Linked DNA regions of Sus scrofa: region 2 is linked to region 1. Evidence: chromatin contacts called from public HiChIP or PLAC-seq data. All regions are on one chromosome and are shown on one strand. The core of a region is the stretch at or near the end of the contact, and the rest is flanking DNA. Distances in the headings are between cores, read along the strand shown. Region 1 overlaps FGGY (FGGY carbohydrate kinase domain-containing protein). Region 2 overlaps FGGY (FGGY carbohydrate kinase domain-containing protein).

What was found. HiChIP or PLAC-seq counts read pairs in DNA pulled down with a chosen protein or histone mark.
Region 2: a contact with region 1 is called in an H3K27ac HiChIP or PLAC-seq map of skeletal muscle. The contact joins two enhancer-like sites. A contact is called at or near these places in 2 of 47 Hi-C or Micro-C datasets (both in skeletal muscle) and 2 of 2 datasets of contacts at active chromatin or transcription factors (alveolar macrophages and skeletal muscle).

The regions. Positions count from the first base shown.
Region 1 is chr6:153,124,595-153,129,885 of Sscrofa11.1, reverse strand. All of the region lies in intron 5 of FGGY (FGGY carbohydrate kinase domain-containing protein), which reads left to right. Among named protein-coding and RNA genes, the nearest start is that of FGGY, 86 kb to the left of the region's middle. Within about 2 kb of position 3,660, at least 40 of the 83 cell types and tissues checked have an H3K27ac peak or open chromatin away from gene starts, as enhancers often do. A contact at or near this core is called in skeletal muscle, where this site is marked.
Region 2 is chr6:152,922,620-152,928,312 of Sscrofa11.1, reverse strand. All of the region lies in intron 8 of FGGY (FGGY carbohydrate kinase domain-containing protein), which reads left to right. Among named protein-coding and RNA genes, the nearest start is that of HOOK1, 220 kb to the right of the region's middle. Within about 2 kb of position 3,227, at least 3 of the 83 cell types and tissues checked have an H3K27ac peak or open chromatin away from gene starts, as enhancers often do. A contact at or near this core is called in skeletal muscle, where this site is marked.

The sequences.
Region 1 (5,291 bases), core at 2,411-4,910:
TCTCTCATTCACTTTATTTTTCACATACCTATTAATAGATCATCTACGGGGCTCCCCTCTAGTCTAGCAGTAGGTAGCTACACATTTATCTAAACTATTCAGATTCATGTTAAGGGCTGAAGCAAATACTCCATAGCTCAAAGTTTTGCTCTGCTGTTTATCAGCTCGATGAACTTGGGCAAGTCCTTTAATCCTTCTTGATCCCAGTTTCCTTTTATGGTTGAGGGAGGATGAAAAGGACATGGGTTTGTTTTATGGAGAAAATGAAGCACAAGTTTGTAGTACAGAATAGTGCATGGGAAATGCTACTTCCATTTCTCTTTCCCTGCAGTCTTTATTTTTTTAGTCTTAGTTATAAATGTAACGGTGAAGCTAAATTCACTTGCACGTGGGGTGTGGATGGCAGTCCATTTAGAAACGAGATAATATGTTTGACACCCTCTCTCCCCCATTTGGGATTTTTTGGGGTGGTTGTTTTTTGTCTTGCCTTTTGGTGGATGTGATCAGGGTTCCATGAGTCACAGAATATAAGTTTCACCCGAGGTCTCAGAGCTATTGTGGGCATGAAGAAATGAGCAGGTGCCAAGAGATCACTGGTTGTCAGTATTCAGAGGCTAAAAGAGGGGGGCAGGAGAGAACGGAGTATGTCAGGCTGTCAGGGCGGGAGGGGAAAAACGAGCTGTTCAGGTTCGTGGCTTCTCATCCACACCTATCAGAAGTACCAGAGTGACAGACTAGGAATCTGCTGCTGCCCTGCATGAACACTGATGCTTACTATGGGGTCAGTGACCATCCCTCTTTATCTGCCACAATGAGGCAAACTCTGGGGAAGATTGAGCTGTCTTCTTTCACTTTTCATTGGTAAAGCAGATATGGATGGAAAAGGTTAAGAATTCCCACCTTGGAGTTCCCGTCGTGGCACAGTGTTTAATGAATCCGACTAGGAACCATGAGGTTGTGGGTTCGATCCCTGCCTTTGCTCAGTGGGTTAACGATCCGGCATTGCCGTGAGCTGTGGTGTAGGACGCAGATGTGGCTCGGATCCCGCATTGCTGTGGCTCTGGCTTGGGCTGGCAGCTACAGCTCAGATTAGACCCCTAGCCCGGGAACCTCCATATGCCGCGGGAGCAGCCCAAGAAATGGCAAAAAGACAAAAAAAAAAAAAAAAAAGAAAAAGAATTCCCACCTTTGTCCTTTGGGACAAAGGAGGTAAAAGTGTGTGACCTTGGATCGATATGATATGCACCCTTCATTAAGTGGTTCTGAATTTGCTAGTTTCCATAATTTTATAAAAAAAAGAAAATCCTGTTTTTTAGTGAGAACTTGCTGTGTATCAGGCACTGTTCTAGGTCATTAAATATATTGTTTATATGTATATATAAACAATTTAACAATGTTTTGTTAGTTTTAGGTATATAACACAGTGATTCAGTCATAATATTCTTTTCCCTTACGGGTTATTAGAAAATACTGAATATAGTTCCTTGTGCTATACAGTTATACAGTTGGTCCTTGTTGGTTATCTATTTTATATATTGGAGTGCATATAGGCTAATCCCAAACTCCTAATTTATCCCTTCCCCTTCCTTTTCCCCTTTGGTAACCGTAAGTTTGTTTTCTGTCTGTGGGTCTCTTTCTGTTTTGTAAATAAGTCCATTTGTAGAATATTTTAGATTCCACATGTAAGTAGTATCATGTGATAAATGTCTTTCTTTGTCTGGCTTATTCACTTAGTATAATAATTTCTAGGCCCATTTATGTTGCTACAAATGGCATTATTTCATTATATTTTAGGCTGTGTAATAATCCATCATGTGCATATGTATATATATAAATATTTGTCTTTTTAGGGCCACATTTGTGGCATACATATTTTATAAAATATATGTGCACACACACACACATATATACACATAGACACACACGCCACATCTTCTTTATCCATTCATCTGTCTTTTTCAGCTCTTTGGTATAGATCTAGATGTGAGTTCCATACCCTTGAAAGTCATACAGCCAGTAGGACTGTAATTTTTCAACTGAGTAGCTGTATAGCATTTCCTTTGCTTACCAGTTTTCTCTGAGACCTTGAATTTCTTTTAGAATCTAGTCTTGTTTGCTCTTTAATATGGTAAAAGTGGAGCAATCTCAGGCTGGGAGTCCTCATTTACAAATAGTATGACAGTATATTCTTTGCTGAAATAACATTTTTGACTGCACCCATGGCATGTTCCCAGGCCAGGGATTGAACCTGTGTCACAGCAGTAAACAGAGCCAAAGCAGTGACAACACCAGATCCTTAAACCTCAGAACTATCAGGGAACTCCTGCTGAAAATGTTTTGAAACTGTAAAAATGCTCAAGAATAGAGATCACGTTTTCCAGGTGCTATTACAGAATCCCGGAAGGTTCTTGCTGTGAGGGTGAAACTGCTAAGTGAAGTAGGGGTTAGGTTTTAAGGGGACCATATCCAAGTCATATATTGTTTAGAGTTCTTTTCTCTGACCCCGGAAGGCCTTCCTTGGGAGGGACAGGACATTTTGGTCTTGGTGGCCTCTTAAATCAGTTTGCTATCCTGGATGGCTGCCACTGTAGGTGAACTCTTGTGAACTTTTGGATATGCTGTACTTGTGTGATTCTAGGTAGCCTCTGAGTTTCAGTCTGATTAACGGTGTCAATATTCAGTCTTGGATACTGTAAGAACTCTGTGGCCTTGATGGTGAGGCCTTAGGACACATAGCATAAAATACACCTGGTGGCATGGTTTGAAACTTGGAAGAAATATCTGGTCCAGCCAGGTAACCCTGGGCCCTTGGTGCTCAGTTTGTCTGCAGAGTGTGGTGGCTGGATTAGGTGATCCATTTAGCCCCTCCCTGGACTGAACCTCTGAGTCCAAAAGTAATGGTGTCGACCAAAGTCTCCCTTTGACTTCTTTCTTAAAGCTCAGGTTATTGGAAGAAGTATTATAAAAGCCTGACATTAAATTCAACCCTTTGGGATATAATTTAGTGTCAGAATGCTGTATCCTTGTCTTCTTTTTTCACCTCTTCTAGTTAGTTTATTATTTTTTAAATACACCTTCTTTTTTTCTTGTTTTCTTCATTTTTCTTCCTTGCTCTAAATTATAGTCAAGGGCCTTTGAAGAGAATTCTTAAATGTTATTAAGAAATTGCAGTCAGGGAGCCCTTTGTTCCCAAGTCATTTAGAAGATTGCTTTTCCTTTTGTTAAATATGAAACATTGTCAACCTGCATTGTTAAAATGTGCCAAAAACTGCATTCACCACTAAAAAGTGTCAGCTCTCATTATTGCCCAGATATTATTCTTTTCAAAAGCTGAGCACTCTCCCCGGGCTTTCTAAACAATCTTCAGCTCATTCATCTTTCTGGTTTCGTTACGTTTTTGAACCTCTCTCAGTCCTACCTAGAGTGGCAGCCTGTCTTTTAAAAATTAATGGGTTCCAAATGCCAGTCAAACCTATTTCCGCCCTCAACCTCCTGCTCCCCTCTCCGGCCCTGCCTGTTAGGAGTCTTATACTCTGTATAAATATTGAGCTGCAGATAGTTTCTAAAGAGGTGTTTGGACTTTTAATTAACACTGACAGCCTGTCTGCCTGGGATTTTGCTCTGCTGTCTCCATGGAAAAGTCAGGCAGGTCATATGGAGAGGAGCGGGGCTCCGCAGTGGATATGTTCCTGGCGGCTGGCCCTAGAGACACTGAACTCCGAGCCAACCATGAAGTCATTTTGAATTTAAGGAGTCTTGCTAATCCAAGGCAATGTGTCTTAATTTGACAAAGTAAAGACTGCCCGATAAGCAACCCTAACTACAAGTTCTGTGAAACTGGGGGTGTTTGTAAGTTTAGATTGTGCTAGAGAAACGTGGTGATGTGGAAGAATGGGCTCGTTTTCTTCTGTTTACTCCCTTTCCCATCCCATCCCCCCCCTCCCCCCCCCCGACTTTGGCCCAGTTCAGCCCTGCAGTCTGGCCTCTGCAGTGGCTTGATATGAAATTTGAGAAACATATGTAGTTTTCTATTTCAGGAAAATGATCTCAGGGATTGAATGTGTTTTTTTGTCGGCTGTTAAGCTCTGATCTTGCCCAGTGTGGTTTTTTGATGATGGGAAAGAGGCTTCGAAGTGCTTTTTATCAGAATTCCTTGTAATAAACCTTAGGGCTTTTTTTTTTTTTTTTCGTTAGGCCCCCACCCCCTCCCTGGCCCTCAGCACAATGTCATCTATTCTGTCAGAAGTGGGAAGAAGTGCACGTTGTTCATGTTACAATCAGTTCATTGCTGCGGGCAGGCACATACACAAAAATGGCCGCTGTGTCCACCCTTCACAAAAGCTGTTTTAAATGTAGTTCAGTGGAGGGCCAGGGGTCTGCATACTGTTGCCCATAAAGGAAAAGGGAACCATGGAGGAGAAGTCGGCCTTTGTTTTGCCTTGGAAGGGCCAGTATTCTTCTTTGTTCTTGAGGTGAGAGCCAACAATGGGCCCAGTGCCCTGTAAAACCAAACTTCATTGATCCAGGCATGCAGAGGATGTGTGGACCAGCATGGCTGGGCCTGATGAGAGCAGAGCCGAGAGAGGGGTGAGGTGAAGTGCTGGCCGGGAGATGGGGAGGTGGGAGGCCGACTCGATTATTTTCATTTGGGTCTGACCTGCCCCGTGTCCGAGGAGGAGGCATGGCTCCAGCCCATCAAGGAGCATCTCTGTCATGGTAGAGAAGGGTTCCCTGCTTATTCACCAGATGCAGGCCTCTTGAGGACAGTTGCATGTCCACGTTCATCTTTGCTTCCAGGGGGTACTTGCTGAATGAATAAGAGAATGATGTGCTCCAGCGGAGATCTCTACAGAATACGCTGAAAGCATAGACAAAGGACCGACCTACCCATCCCAAGAGTTGGGCAAAAAGGGGGAGAAAGCACAGAAAGGTGTACCCAGAGGAAAGGGAGCTGGCATTCCTGGGCAGCATGCCCGTTATCCGATTTGATCCTTGTATCATTTTAACAGATGAGGAAACCAAGACAGGGGACACGTTCATCATCACACAGCCATGAAGGAGCAGAGGCTGGATCTGAAACTAGGTCTGCATGGCTCCTAAGCGATGTCATTTGGTGTGGCTCAATCTTCCAGCAAGGGAGGAAGGATGGAAATCCTGGTTCCTCTCACACTGCATTTGTCTCCACCACTTGTTTGGTTTGCAGTGAAAAGCCCCCCTCCCTCTGGCCCTGAGATCTGGGCTTTGTCGAAATGGTTTGGGAAAATTTAAGAGACTTTTGGGCAGTGGTGGAG
Region 2 (5,693 bases), core at 1,978-4,477, 200 kb after region 1:
AGGGAAGCACACTGGTCTCCAGCAACCAGGCTTGGTTTGCTCTTTCCCTCGCCCAGTACCCTGGCGCCCTCTCTGTAAACCCACAGCCCAAACTAGAACCAGGCTAGGGGAAGGGCTGTGATCTTTTTGCGTTCATCTAACTTTCCTGGTTCCCAAAGAAGCAGCTATAGAAGGAAGACCATGGCTTTGGGGGGGTCAGGCAGACCCAGATCAAATTTCCCTTCTGCCACTTGGCACTTGGGTGACCATGAACAAGGCTTTGAATTTTTGTGAGCCATGACTGACTTCTTTATCTATAAACCAAAGGGAGTGGCAGAATTATCAGGAAGACTCTGTCTGAGAATATGTCTAAATTATCAGCACATAGTAGCTGCTTAGCAAATGTTAGCTGCCTTCCTTCCCCTTCCCCTTCCCCTCCCCTTTATTTGTAAGGCTTTAAAAAAAAAACACATTGTGATTGTCATTTGTTACATTGTGAGTTAAATAGACAACTGATGAATAACAGAAACTCTATTTAAACTACGCCCAAAGAACTGTAACCCTGTCCTTCATCAGGTCGGAGATTTTATATTTTACAGATAGCTGTTCCACACCGCCCCCCATTCTACTTCCACCCCCATATCCTTTTTTTCTAAGGAAATCCAGATGGGCCCTGATCCATTCTCATATACCAAAGAGCCTTGGCCTAGCCAAGGGTTAAAATCAGGCCTGCCTCACATACAGAGGATCTGTTGTAACAGAAGCTGCCTCCTGGCCATAGCCCACAGCTGAACACTGTTACTCTGAAGGCTTTGTTTCATTTGTTTCTGATTGTTCTGCAGTGTTTACATGTTTTAGTGGGGGGGGGGGTCTCTTATAAGTGAGCAGGCAGAGGGCAAACCCTTCCAGTCAACTTCCCGTCTGGGCATCCTTTCTTCTTTACTCCGTTTCCCTCTGTTGTACAAGCCAGGAACACAATTTTTATTTTTTTTTATTTTTTTTTTTAAATTTTCCCACTGTACAGCAAGGGGGTCAGGTTATCCTTACATGTATACATTGCAATTAGGAACACAATTTTTAAGTACTTTCTTTTTTTTTTTAACATGGGATTCCCCCCCTCCCCTTAACATTCTTAAAGAACTGCTATTGAATGTGAAGAAGAAAAGATAGCGCTGGAGTGTGTGGGCTCTCTCTCTCCTTCTCTTCTGCTCCCACCCAGTATAGTAATATCCCGTCATGTCTGTTGAATTTGCAAAGGACATATTCCACTTGAGGTCTAGGAGGAGCTGGGCTGATTCCAGACCAGACGTTGAAAAGGGTGCTCCCTGCCTGTCTCTCCTTTACACAACCTCTTTTTTATTTCCTCTGAAAGTGTCTCAGAAAAGATACGGATTCTTGGCTCTGATTTGAGTCTAAATCCTGGTTCTGTCTTGTTTGGAGGCTGGAAACTTGAGTTAATATCTCTGAAGCTCAGTTCTCTTTCCCATCAAAAGCAAGTCCGACACTGGCTTGCCCAGCACCTTGGGTGGGGGGAATGTGTGTTCAGGGGCCCCTGCTCCCTGTGGGAGGACAGAGAGGCTTTAGGTCATGTCACTTCATGTGACGGTGGTGGCTCTGCAGCACCCTGCATGCCTCATCCAGAAATGGCAGCACGGAGGGTCATGATCACCTGTCTGCTGTGGCCATGCTGCCCCATGTGCCACCTGGGCACTGCCCCTGTGACATAGTAGGTAGCCAAGCAAGGGTAGGTTTCACACCCCGACTCCCCATCTCCCTTCTCCTGACCTCCTTCATCCAACCATCACTCTCTACAGTCTCCATTGTTGTAGAGAAAATGTAAGAGATAACCTCCTTCATCCTATGCCCCTCGGCTGATATTCAACAAACGCTTCTCAGTTTATAACAGTTCTGCAGTCGCTCACTGGGGGAGCCATCCATGTAGCTATAGGTAGTTTCTAGTTCTGTTTGCCCAGCCAGGTTAGCCGTCTCTTCTTTTGTGAGGCCAAAAATGGAGAGAGAGAGTTCTGCAGATCAGGATTTTTTTTTTTTTTTTTTTTTTTTTTGCTCTTTTTGTATTTTTCCAGGGCTGCATGCGCAGCATATGGAGGTTCCCAGGCTAGGGGTCTAATTGGAGCTGTAGCCACACAGGCTTATGCCAGAGCACAGCAACTCAGGATCCAAGCCGAGTCTGCGACCTACACCACAGCTCATCTGCGACCTACATTACAGCTCCCGGAACTCCAGGATCAGGATTCTTTAGGTTTAGTCTTGTATGGACATGGCCCAAATTCCCTTGAACTAAACCTGATTAGCAGGAGTGGGGTCTTTGGGGAGTGCTTGCAAAAGGCAACAATGGATGCACATGCACAGAAATTGTGACTTTTATTGAAAGAGGCCCCATTATAAAACAGCCTATGGAGTTCCCATCGTGGTGCTGTAACAAATCTGACTAGGAACCATGAGGTTGTGGGTTCAATCCCTGGCCTCACTCAGTGGGTTAAGCGATCTGGCATTGCTGTGAGCTGTGGTGTAGGTCTCAGACACGGCTCAGATCCCAAGTTGCCGTGGCTGTGGTGTAGGCCAGCGGCTATAGCTCCGATTAGACCCCTAGCCTGGGAACCTCCATATGATGCAAGTGTGACCCTAGAAAAGACAAAATAAATAAATAAAACAGCCTACATTCTCTTTGCCTTTATATAATAAGCTGTTAACAAGGTAAAGCCTCAATTGTGTTTAATCCCAGTGACAGATCTTCCCAGTAGAAATGAATCCAGGTGATAGTTTCTTATCTCGCTTTCTCTTCTCTAGAGTCAGTACAACATCTGTACCCTACTTTAGCATTCTAGTCAAGATGGTATCAGATCGTACTTTTTAAAATTAAACACCCCTGTGTACACCAATCCATAAATAAGAAGTACACTTTGGCCAGTATGGAGGTGATGATATTAATACAGGCTACGTTTCCCTGAGTCACTGAATGTACCAGGCACTGTACCAATGCCTATAATAGACTGTGTCACATTTAATCTTTACAAGTCTGTGAAAAGAGGTCCTGTTTGCCCCATTTTTCAGATGAACACCCCAAGGGCCAAGGTCACACAGCAAGTTGAGACAGAAAATTGAGAGTCGAACCAGAAAATCAAAAGTCAGTGGTCACATTGTTGAGACAATAACTCAGGCCAGACTCTGGTCTTAATAAGGGAAACACAGAAACTAAACAGGAGCAGGGCAGGGAGAGAACCTGTCCCCAGCAACCCAGAAGTCAAAATCAGAGCATGGCCAATGGAAGCACTGTGTCATAGGTGCCAAGGTCTTGTCACAGGGGAAAAAGCTATGTCATTCTCCTCTGTCCCTGCTCATCAGCCTTGACTGTGAGGCTGCTCCCAGGCATCTTTTCAAAGGAACCCTAAATTCTATAGGCCAGAGCTGCTTTTCCTAACAGCCAGTTTAGAATCAAAAGAGCATTGATTGGGCCATATTTGAGAACCACTTGATAGTTAGTGCTTGGCTCACGCATGAGGGATGTGACAGAAATAGAAAATATGGTTCTGACTTTAAGGGTCCAATTTGCTATGTGACATCAGAGCAACAGAGCTAAGAATCCCTCTGATGATTAGCTACTGTGTAGACTGGGCACCCCCCCCCCCGAAGCTCCTTCCCCTCCACCCCGCCTACCCCTCCCCCACCACAGAAGAAACTAGTAAATGTTCACCCACCACAGATTGTTGGGACTGTGAAAAAGATATAAGACATGATTTTACATCTTTGGGGTCAGACAGCTCTCAGAGCTTCCAAAGCCGAAGCCAGTCTGAGCTCCCTGGAGCCAGTCAGGCATTGGTTTAGGAAAGGCCACGTGTGGTTTCTTGTCCACAGGGGAAAGAAAATCAGGGGGAACTTGAGGAGAACCTCAAAGTTTTTTTGGGGGTTCGGTCTCTCTTGCAATTAACTTTGGGTGCATTGAGGTAAGTAGATGAGAAACATATGAATGACATTTCTGTTGTGATCATATATGGATGACAGAATGATGATGAATGAAGAATGATAAAGATGAAAGTTTAAGGAGTCTTAAATCCTTTGCGAATAATTCAGGACATTGCAAACGATACTTGGCAGCCTCCCTCCATCCCAAATTTGGGGACCGTTTGGTTGGATGACACAGTTGCTTGGCGCCTTTCCTGTTCAGTCAGACCACTGAAGATCTGTGAACAGGTTTCATGTATTCTTGTTTTGCTCAGAAATAAAGGGATTGGGTTTCTCAGAAGGACCAACTCTGAACCTTTCCAGAAACCTCCAAATAGAGGAGAGGAAACTTTGGCAAGCCTGAGCTTTATTAACCACGTTTCCCTTATAGCTGATTGGATGTATGGTTATAGTCTGTTGTTGCTCTTCATGCTGGTGAGGTTGTCATGTTAATAATAATGGTAGCCATGCCCGGCATTTGGATGATGTTGGCATTTGCAAGGCATACGACACATGGCACATGAAGTATGTATTATGTATGTATTTACAGATCTTGGCATGTACATTGACCTATGTAACATGTGTTAGGACACAACGTGGAAGTACAGAGAGCTAAGGGAAGACACGGGGAGGAGCAGCCAAGCCAGCACTGGGGAAGAAGTCAGAATTTAGAGAAGGTTTCCCAGAGCGGGTAATACAGAACAGAGTCTTATAAAAGGACATGTAAGCATTAGTCAGGGGAAGGTGAGAGAGGCAGCCTTTTTAGACAGAAAGAAGAGAATTTATGAAGATTTGGAGATGAGGAAGAAGATGGTTCACTTGAGGAACTTCTAGGCTTTTATGGACTCACTGCCATCAAAAATGATGGGACAAAGGCTGGGGGATATGACCACATGTATGATTAGGCCAAATAGATCAAAGCCAGGTCTCATATGCCATGGGGAGCATCTAAAGATGTACATAAGGGAAGTGATTTAATTAGGTTTGTGTATTAGAAAGATCAGGAGTTCCCATTGTGGCTCAGTGGTAAGGAAGCTCACTAGTATCCACGAGGGTGCGAATACGATCCCGGCATTTCCATGAATTGTGGTGTAGGTTGCAGATGCAGCTCAGATCTGGCATTGCTGTGGTGCAGGTGGGCAGCTGCAGTTCTAATTTGACCCCTAGCCTGGAAACTTCCATATGCTGCAGGTGTGGGCAAAGAAAGAAAGAAAGATAGATCACTGTGTTGGAGGTATGGAAGTTGGAGTCTCTGAATAGGGCTTGCAGGGTTGCAGGGGGAAGGACAATATTTGAAACCTAATTTAATTAATTGCTATTATAATAAATCCAAGCAAGAAAATGAAATTGATTGACTAATATAGTGGCAGTGGGGAGAAGCACAAGAGCTTGTGTTTGAAAAATAGAGTTAACAACACATGCAACCTTATGTGAAACAGATGAATGAGATCAAAAAGTCAAGAATGCTAAGCTGGGCGTCCCCACTGTGGCTCAACAGGATCAGCAACGTATTTAGAGCCCTGGGGTGCAGGTTCGATCCCTGGCCCAGCACAGTGAGTTAAAGGATCTGGCATTACTGCAGCTGCAGCATAGGTCACAAGTGCAGCTTGGATCTGATCCCTGGTCTGGGAATTCCATGTGCCCTGGGGTGGCCATAAAAGAAAAAAACAAAAAACGAGAATGCTGTCCTACTGGTTACTGGTTGAGTAAAGAGGGTACCATTCATTGAGATGGGGACAAGTTAGGATGAGGGG